Linked DNA regions of Hordeum vulgare: all the other regions are linked to region 1. Evidence: chromatin contacts called from public Hi-C data. All regions are on one chromosome and are shown on one strand. The core of a region is the stretch at or near the end of the contact, and the rest is flanking DNA. Distances in the headings are between cores, read along the strand shown.

Region 1 (3,162 bases), core at 580-3,079:
TTGTCAGGAATTAATCAAGCTGTTCAAGAAACTGAAGGTATACTCTTTAGAGAGATTAAAGCTTTTGCAAGTTTGAACTTTACTCATGTTTCTTTTGGGTTTGCTCCTTGGGCATGTAATAAATTAGCGCATGCTATAGCGGCATACGGTCCTAAAAGGCTGATTGCCACGCAAATTTGGGCTGATAACTTGCCGACGATGTAAATGTTCAGATGGCGAGCGTTTTGGCTTCATGAGTGTGATTTATGGAATCTGGGTGTTTCATTTCAAAAAAAGGAAGAGAAAGAAATAAAATGGACGAAAAGGGCCATCCCGATTACACGCCCGCAAGCCCACATAGGCACGGTAGAGCGACAAACGCGAAGTCGGTAGCTTTTATTAGAAAACCCTATTTATCGTTTTGTGCGAAACGGTGTCGAGGCTTCGCAAGTAGGAGGGGGATCGGGTGCCCGGTTTTGGGAACCTTCTTGAGGTTCCTAGCCGGGTTTTTTTTGTTCTAGGATACTTCTAGAAGATTCCATGAGCCGATTTTTTCATTTTTCATTTTTCTTTATTCTTTTTGTTTCTTTTTTTTCTGTTTCAAAAAATGTCCTGGATTTTCAAAAAATATTTTTGGATTTTCAAAAAATGTTCCTGATTTAAATAAAATCTTCTGTATTTTCTAAAAATTGTTCTTGGTTTCAAAATTTGCTCTTAAGATTCAAAAAAAGTTTCAATTTCAATTTTTCTAAGATTCAAAAAATGTTAGTGCTTTATAAAATTGTCCGCGCTTTCAAATTTGTTTAGAATTTTTGAAAATTGTTCTCGGTTTCAAAATTTGTTCTCAACATTCAAAAAATGTTTATGCTTTAAAAAATTGTTCGTGCTTCCAAATTTGTTTGGGGTTTTTGAAATTTGTTCTCGGTTTCAAAATTTGTTCTCAAGATCCGAAAAATGTTCTTGCTTTAAAAAATTATTCGCACTTCCAAATTTGTTCACGATTTTTTAAAACTGTTCTCGGTTTCAAAATTTGTTCTCAAAATTCAAAAAATATTCATGCTTTAAAAATTTGTTCACGCTTTCAAATTTGCTCGTTTTTTTGTAAAAAAATTTCTCCTTTTTAAAATATTGTTCTCAAGATTCAAAAAAGGTTCGTGCTTTAAAAAATTATTCACGCTTCCATATTTTCTCACGTTTTTCAAAAATTGTTCCCGGTTTCAAAATTTGTGATCAAAATTCAAAAATTGTTCCTGCTTTAAAAAATATTCGCGTTTTCAAAATTGTTTAGGGTTTTCAAAATTTTGTTCTTAGGATTCAAAAAATGTTCGTGCTTTCAAAATTGTTCAGTCTTCCAAATTTATTCACTTTTTTTGAAATTATTCTCGGTTTCAAAATTTGTTCTCAAAATTAAAAAAATGATCTTTTTAAAAAATCTGTTCGCACTTTCAAATTTGTTTGGGGGTTTTAAAAATTGTTCTCCTTTTCGAAATTTTGTTCTCAAGATTCAAAAAATGTTCGCGCTTCCAAATTTGTTTACGTTTTTAAAAAATTGTGCTCAGTTTCAGAAAAATTCTCAAAATTTAAAAAGTTCATGTTTTATAAAAAAATCTCGCTTTCAAATTTGTTTGTGGATTTTCAAAAAATAATTGTCATGTTTTTAAAAATGCCCACGATTTAAAAAATTGTTCGTGCTTCTAAATTTGTTCATGCGTTTTTAATTTTTTTCTTCAAATTCGAAAACTATATTTTTTAGAATAAAAAAAAGACGAAAGAAAAACGAACAAGAAAAGAAAATAAACAGAGAAGGAAAAGAGTAGCAGAAAAAAATACTAAACTGGGCCGGGCCAGTCTGAACGCCCCTGTGCGGCGCAATGACTCCCTGCCGCAATGAGCGGCAGGTAGGAGCACCCGCTCTCATTGGTGGAATGCCCCATGTCGTCGACTGGTCGTCGCACCGGATAAGCCTCGCTGATCTCCTATCTTCTCGGCGAGACAAAACCACACAAAATCCCGGGCAAAAAGCAACCCCACCACCGCAGGGCGTACGCACGCACGCACGCACGCCGTCGAGGTCCACCATGACCATGCTCGCTTCCCTCTTCTCCCCTTCCCCTATCCTCACCACCGCCGCCTCCACCTCCTCCTCTGCCACCTCGCAGCCAGCGCCGCAGACCGTGAGGCTCCCGGCTCCCAGGCCGCTCACCGCCACGCTGGCCGCGGCAGCCGCGGCCGGCCTCCTCCTGCTGACCCCCGCGGCGCCGTTGCACGCGGAGGCGGAGTTCAAGGTGTACTACGGCACGGCGGCGAGCGCGGCCAACTACGGCGGGTACGGGGGCAACGCGAACAAGAGGGACGCGGCGGAGTACGTGTACGACGTGCCCGAGGGGTGGAAGGAGCGGCTGGTGTCCAAGGTGGAGAAGGGCACCAACGGCACGGACAGCGAGTTCTTCAACCCGCGCAAGCGCTCCGAGCGGGAGTACCTCACCTTCCTCTCCGGGTTCCGCAAGCTGGCCCCCGTCGGCGCCGTGCTCGACAACCTCGCCCTCTCCGACGTCGGGCTGCAGGACCAGATCTCGTCGGCGGACGACGTGACGTCGGCGGAGCGGAAGGACGCGGACGGGCAGGTGTACTACGAGTACGAGGTGGCCGGCGCCGGCGCGCACAGCCTCATCTCCGTCACGTGCGCCCGGAACAAGCTGTACGCGCACTTCGTCACGGCGCCCAACCCCGAGTGGGGGCGCGACGAGGCCGTCCTACGCCGCCTGCACCAGTCATTCAAGACTGTCGACTTCAGCGGCCAAGATTAACATGCAGGTGTTGTAAATTAATTAAGCGGTTTTGTATAGGCGCTATCATCGAGCAAGAGGTAATCGATCTGGATAATCGGCATACAGTATCATCATCTGTAAATTGATTTCTTCCGCTGTGCAACACCAGCAGTGCTGCTGTAGACTGTAGTGCTAGCGACGAAAGGATCAAATGGAATGAATGAAAGTTAACCTGCGCACTGTTAATTAGCCGATCAGCGGATCATACAAATCCACCCAACAAATAATGGTCCTGTTTGGATCCATGAGTTAGAGTTAGACTTAGTTAGATCGGATCAATCTAACCTTAAAACATTCAAACATGAGGGTTAGAGTTTGTTAAATATATCTAACCCATCTAAAAAAACTAACCCAC
Region 2 (3,513 bases), core at 627-3,126, 260 kb after region 1:
TCAATTCCCCACTTGAGTATTACAATTATATGAAACTATCCTTTGCTAATAAGCATGCCACCCGGATTTATTCAATGGGAATCAGTGTGCCACTGGGAACACCTATTGTTGTGGAAGACAAAGATAAACCCAATGTCACAGAGGGGCAAGGGACAACTGGTGAGGTATTGAAAGATCTTCCTGGGTCTAGCTTTGCACTTCCTAATGCTAGTGCCACTCAGAACCCTTCACCCACTTCAAATAAAAAGAGAAAGAGGTCATCTAGTTTGACTGAGGAGGATTCACTCCAGTGTAGCAACATGACTGATGCTATGCGTGAGATTGCAACTGCTATCAACAACACTTGTCATGCTAAAACACACCTTGACTTGTACAAGGCCGTGATGGACCTTACTATGTTTGATCAAAATGAGCGCTTGGGTGTTTTAGATTTTCTCACAGAACATAAGGGAAAATGCCTTAACTTTATGAAGATGGATGAGGAAGTCCGTCAAGCATCGTTCAAGCGTATCTTGAAAGCAAATCCTGATCTTCTTTGAGTTGATGTTAGTTGATGATTGTTGAAACTATCCCTTTTGGTTATGGTTGTTATGTCTTATGTAATATGAATCTACTTGTACGCTGCTACAATTTATGGTTATTATGTAATATGAATCTATTCGTGCACCATTAAAAATTATGGTTATTATATGTGTTATGTCAATTATTGATTTTGTCGTCATGATAATATTTTAGTTGGAATTGTTCACTCAAATGTTGATATGTTTTGTCAATATTGTCTTGACGCCAAAAAATATATTCATGCAACCTAGCTCACATACACGCTACTAAACACAGTCTCGACATAGCATGTCTCGTTTAATGCAGTCTACCAAACACAGTCTCAGTTTAGCATGCGTCAATACATACAGTGCTACCAAACAACTGCAATTACATGTACTGAGCATGTCTAGAGTGAGCATGTCTCGTTTAATGTAGCCTACCAAACACAGCCTAGTTAAGCTTTTTAAAACAATACTTATATTTGCACTATGCTTTTATTATGTATTCTTAAGTATGAATGATTTGATTTGTATTTGTGTGCAGTACATAAATGATAGACGTGCATGTGTTCACATGTACTCCCTCCGTTCCTAAATATAAGACCTTGTAAAGTTTGTACTATGGACTACATACGGATGTATATAGACATATTTTAAAATATAGATTCACTCATTTTGCTTCGTATGTAGTCTATAGTGAAATCTCTATAAGGTCTTATATTTAGGAACGAAGGGAGTATTTGATGTCTTGGAAGCAAGGATTGTGATTGCAAGTTTTGCCATCTTGGTCACAGATTTGAAAATCAAAAACATCCCTAATTTTTTAATCCTATACGGGCTGCAAGCAGACACCATCAACCACTGATCAAATGCAAACAGGACCCCATACACAGCCCCAGTACCATGTGCCGGCGCCTGCACAAATTCAAACGAAGAGGCTCGAATCCAGCAGGGCCCCAGCGCGCAGCCTCAGGAGTAGCCAATCACCCCGACCACTCCAGCAGAAGAGCATACTACTAAGTAGTACTACCAGTATGATAAATATCAACGTTAACCCTGGGGATTCTAAACCACTAATCCTTGAGATTTCCCACATGCCAACACGCTTAATTACTACTTTAGCAAAAGTCGCCCCGAGCAAAGAGCTTCGATCGAATCCCACCAGCCAAGCCCAAAGCCCACCTCACCCCTCCACCTCCAGCGCCCTGCTGTTCGAATCCACATCCCCGAAATGCCCCTCATGTAGGCCCCAAACAACAGAACGGACATGATCCTCCAGGAGCCCATTTCCGTCATTTCGGAAGTAAAATCTCACTCCCCGGCCTAAACCCAGTCCCTCGGCTGTCCTCTTCTCCCCACCTTCTGTGCTGCAACCCCGCGTGCTCCCAAGAAATGGCAGGGCTGTTTGTTGTAGCCTAGTGCTCGCTATTCCGACTTCCGAGAGGCAGATACGAGTTGTTTCTTCCGTCGAAATGGCGGCCGTGCGTGTGGCGGCGGTGGCGGTGCTGCTGGCGGTCGTGGCCGTGGCGGCGGCAGCGCTGAACACGGACGGCCTGGCGCTTCTCGCGCTCAAGTTCGCGGTCACCGATGACCCTGGCAGCGGTCTCGATACCTGGAGGGACGCCGACGCTGACCCCTGCAGCTGGGCCGGCGTCACCTGCGTCGACGGCGGCGGGGGCCGGGTCGCCGGCGTGGAGCTCGCCAACCTCTCGCTAGCCGGCTACCTGCCCTCCGAGCTCTCCCTGCTCTCCGAGCTCGAGACGCTGTCGCTGCCGGCCAACCGCCTCTCCGGCCAGATCCCGGTCGCCATCTCCGCGCTGCAGAAGCTCACCACCCTCGACCTGGCGCACAACTTCCTGTCCGGCCAGATTCCTGCGGGGATTGGGAGGCTCGCGTCCCTGTCTCGCCTCGATTTGTCCTCCAACCAGCTCAACGGGACGCTGCCGCCGTCCATCGCGGGGCTTCCGAGTCTCTCCGGCGTGCTCAACCTCAGCTACAACCATTTTGTCGGCGGGATCCCGCCGGAGTTCGGCGGCATTCCCGTCGCCGTCAGCCTTGACCTCCGGGGGAACGACCTCGCCGGCGAGATCCCGCAGGTGGGCTCGCTCGTCAACCAGGGCCCCACCGCCTTCGACGACAACCCGAGGCTCTGCGGGTTTCCGCTCAAGATCGAGTGCGCCGGGGAGAGGGAGGAGCCAAGGATCCCGCAGTCGAACAATGGCATGAACCCTGGTGCGGCGGCGGAGGTTGGGAGGCCACCCAAGCATCGGTCGTCGCCCACGGTGCCCATTCTTGCCGTCATTGTGGTGGCGGCCATCGTCGCCGGGCTAGTGCTGCAATGGCAGTGCCGGAGGCGGTGCGCTGCAACGACCAGGAACGAGGACAAGGAGTCGTCGACCAAGGAGAAGAGCGCGGCGGTGACGCTCGCCGGCACTGAAGAGCGGCGCGGCGGCGGAGAGGAGGGGGAGCTGTTCGTGGCGGTGGACGACGGTTTCGGGATGGAGCTGGAGGAGCTGCTCCGCGCGTCTGCCTACGTCGTGGGGAAGAGCCGCGGCGGCATCGTGTACAGGGTCGTTCCCGGCCGCGGCACCGCCGTAGCCGTCCGCCGTCTCAGCGAGCCCGACGACGGCGATGGCACTGAGTCCGGGTGGCGCCGGCGCCGTGCCTTCGAGACCGAGGCCGCCGCCATCGGCCGCGCTCGCCATCCCAACGTCGCTCGACTCCGCGCATACTACTACGCCCCGGACGAGAAGCTGCTCATCTACGACTACCTCGGCAATGGCTCCCTCCACTCCGCTCTACACGGTAATGTGCCGGCCAAATCTTGTCTTATCGATTGATAGGCTAGAGGCTGCATTTGATCCAGAGATAGTAGGACTGAATAGATTCTTGGAATCAGGTGGCCCGACGGCTTCGCCAACGCCACTGCCGTGGTCGGTGAGGCTGTCCATCGTGCAGGGCGCGGCGAGGG
Region 3 (3,524 bases), core at 373-2,872, 270 kb before region 1:
CCGGTGCGTGTGCCACCACCGCTCTCGATTTCTACACGCCGGCCGATGGATCTTCTGCGCGTTCCTGAGCTGTGACCCAGTGGATGGATGGATGGACGGATTGATGTCGCTGGCCAACCTAATTAGCCCGGCAGCTGGCTGGATGTCCTGTTACTTCCGACTTCTGATCACCGGTCTGTAGAGAAAACGGGGCGTCGCTATCTATCCTTCGTGGCGTGGCGCCGCCTCCATTCATCAATAATAATCCACAGAAAATCATGGACGCCTTTTGTGCCACGCCGAGTTTTCAACCGGAACACGTCAAGTTTCGGCATACGCACGGCCATTTTTTTCTCAAACGGGCATGAATTTGTACGTGATAAACGTACAGGTACAGGTGCACCCACCCAATAATTCCGCGCCGAACCAATCCGATCCAACGAAGCGATCCAAACGTCAATGGTTGAGCTGTCATGGACAATTCGCGGCCAGTGGAAGAAAAAGGTTGACAGCTAAAGCTAACGAATACTGCATCATAGAAATGATGATGATAATAATTAATTTATACAATAGGGAAATTTGAATTAAATAGAGATTGTGGGACAACAGTACACACCAACCCCATCTTCCTCATCTCCTCTCCTCCACCGCCAACCACCGCTACAACAACAACCTTTTATCATCGCACTGTTCCTTCCTTGGTCGTGGCTGCACCGTCGCCATCTTTCACCTCCCCCTCCTTTTTTTCACCTTTTAAGAAACTCTCGGGAACGGCTTTAATTTTTCATCAAAGGGAAGAAAGAAAAAGAGTGGGTTGTGCTTGAGATTTCGCCGGATAGCATCCTGCCGACGATCAGAACCTAACGATCTTGGCGGCGCGCACGACGGGGTTCTCCCGGGCGATGGCGTCCCTGGCCGCCGACTTGTAGTCGTAGCTGCAGTCGTGCCGGTCCGAGTACCGGTGCGCGCCGCAGAACATCTCGCCGCACCGGCAGCGGAACCCCGTCAGGCCCACGCGCTTCCGGCAGTTGTGGCAGCGGTTCACCGAGGACTTGGACGCCTTGGGGTCCGCCGGCCGGTCGACGGCCATGTAGACGGGCGGCGCCTGCAGCGCGGGCGACGCGGCGGCGGCCGGCCTCGGCTTGTCGAAGAGCGGGAACGCCGGGGGCGACGAGGAAGGGGACGGCGGCGAGGAGGAAGACGCCAGGAAGCAGTTCTGGCAGAGGTTCTTGGTGGCCGGGTTGCCCGGGAAGCCGCAGCTGTTGGCGCAGAGCGTGATCTCCGCGGCGTGCAGGTGCACTTCCGTCGGCTCCTCCACCTTCTTGTCCCGCTGCGCCATGACGCCTATACGAGCCGGAAGAGAGAGACGCTAGTAGCTGGACGATCGATCCGGCGCGCGTGGGCACGGCGGCCTGGTCTCCTCGGAGGCCGGGGGAGGCTTTGGGGAAATGGGGCGGAGGAGGGGGGAGGGGAAGGAAGGCGAGGCGGGGACGGAGGGTGGGAGGGGGGTGGGTTTTTATCGCGGGAGGAGGCGGGCGGCGTACGCGTTCCCGCACGCGACAGCGACGTCGGCCGTGGCCGTGCCCGCGGGGGAGAGGGTTGGGTTGGGTTGGGTTATTTCCAGTGCTGGCCGCGTTGGCGCGGCGTGGAATGGCGCTCCACAAGGAACGGGGTGCGTGCGTAGCGTACGTACGTTGGCCATAAAAACAAGTGGAGTTTTCGTTGACAGCCTGTGCCGCGCTGCGCTGCCGAGCCGGTCTCTTTCTTTCTTCGGGGGGAAGGGAAGGGAAGGGAAGGGAGGGAAATGGTGCGTGTGAATGATGCAAGGGCGTTCGTGGTTGCGCACACGGACACGCCTGTGGGTTAGCGGGTGGAGTCATCTGGTGCTCTTGTTCTGGGTGGTGGTGGTGGTGGTGGTGGGTACTCTGTTTCGTAGGCGGCTACTAGGCTCATCTGTGTTTTCTGTGTTTTTTCGGGCGCCTGCAAGTTGCCGTTGCCCGAATGATGATCCTAAAAGATCAGCCCTTGCAACAGGCCTCGTGTTGCAAATAATTTGCAATCCCACGAAGAGGTTTTCTTTCTTTCTGTGTGAGCCGTTGAGCCTTTGCAACAAATCTTCTATGCTTTGTAACACGAGCTTTATTGCAATTCATCTAATGAAATCTTTTTAGAATTTTTTGTTATGCTCACCCATCATGCAACAAGGGTCATGTTGCAGACGGCTCAATCAGGATATGTGGCGTACATATGACATGATAGGCATTTTGTATCTGATCGACCGACTCAATAGAAGTATTTCCTCTTTCTTCATGGACCTTTGGTTTATCCTTGACGCCTAGGTTGTTGGAGCAATGTAATTTTTTCCAGAAAAATAAACATGTGTGGACAGTTTATTTTGGTGGACCTTTGGCGTCGGTCGGTCACAAGGTCTGCTTGACCGACTTAAAATGTTGATTCTCGAGTGTCTGGTCGTCACAACAACAGAAAACCGACTTATAATATCTTTCAACTTATGTAATATCGATGAAATAATTTTTTCATCAATGTCAACGACAATATACCAATTGTGCACTAAATCTTCACTAGTCACAACAAATAACTGTGGGAAATCGTCACAACATATGAAGCGCCAAAGCTAGTGTTTGCAACAACACAAGAACACTCATGCAGAATGAACGCAGGAAATGCAAGAAATTTCTAGAATTATTGCAACATGTCATCTACGTGATTAGAGTGGAACGTACCCAAGCTTGTCGATTATCAAGACAAAACTGCAACATAAAAAAAATCATCACATCACATGAGCAAAATAAAATTACAGGGAATACATCGTATATCCTATGATGATGACAGTCAACACAAGATATGCATGGATCATGGAAGGAGAGAAAGGTGGTGGCAACGATGGGAGGAACGGGATGATCAATGGACCTAGACTCCCGCATGTGAGAGGGATATTGATATCTATCTAGCTTCTTGTGCTTGTGAACGAAAAAAAATCGGTTACCAGGTGGTAACCGCGCATCCTGGTACCGCACAAGGAATTACCTTACTGAGCAAAAGATCTTAGATTAGAATGAACTTTCATTCAGATTCAAAATTTATTCAAAAGAATCAGTCGGTGCCTCAAGAGATTTTTTCAGTCCGGGATCCAAAACCTTACTCATAACAATGATCCAAATTATCGTACATTAATTTTAAAAATTGTCAACTCAAATGAGTTCAGTTTACTTGAAATTGGGGATGCAATAAGTACGAAAGCTTCAATTTATTCATTCGGAGGGTGGATTTATGGTTTACATGTTTTGTATTCTATGCTCCCTCCGTTCAAAATTACTTGTCTTAGATTTGCAAATACATGAATAAATCTAGAGACATTTTATTGTTATATACATGTGTATTTAAACAGAAAAATGAATGACTCACGAAGAGCCCGGCTTTGAATTCACAAAGTGAGCACCAGCCAAGATTAACGATGGCCAACTTACAAGGAATAACAAATAAAAGCAAAGCTGCAGATACAAGGAGCACAAGCGAAGCACACT

What was found. A called contact is a pair of places that touch in the nucleus more often than the background predicts.
Region 2: a Hi-C map of leaf shows a contact between it and region 1, with 3 times the contacts expected there. The contact joins the promoter of LOC123410965 here to the promoter of LOC123408482 in region 1. A contact is called at or near these places in 3 of 6 Hi-C or Micro-C datasets (leaf and seedling).
Region 3: a contact with region 1 is called in a Hi-C map of leaf, with 2.0 times the contacts expected there. The contact joins the promoter of LOC123410863 here to the promoter of LOC123408482 in region 1. A contact is called at or near these places in 3 of 6 Hi-C or Micro-C datasets (leaf and seedling).

The regions. Positions count from the first base shown.
Region 1 is chr7H:172,580,572-172,583,733 of MorexV3_pseudomolecules_assembly, forward strand. LOC123408482 (thylakoid lumenal 19 kDa protein, chloroplastic) reads left to right here and starts at 1,830. Exons shown (of 1, transcript XM_045101583.1): 1 at 1,830-2,993. The coding sequence starts at 1,851. The coding sequence ends at 2,786.
Region 2 is chr7H:172,840,160-172,843,672 of MorexV3_pseudomolecules_assembly, forward strand. It overlaps LOC123410965 (receptor protein kinase-like protein ZAR1), which reads left to right and starts at 1,877. Exons shown (of 2, transcript XM_045103883.1): 1 at 1,877-3,347; 2 at 3,442-3,513. The coding sequence starts at 2,015.
Region 3 is chr7H:172,306,566-172,310,089 of MorexV3_pseudomolecules_assembly, forward strand. LOC123410863 (zinc finger A20 and AN1 domain-containing stress-associated protein 11-like) reads right to left here and starts at 1,623. Exons shown (of 1, transcript XM_045103797.1): 1 at 541-1,623. The coding sequence starts at 1,318. The coding sequence ends at 833.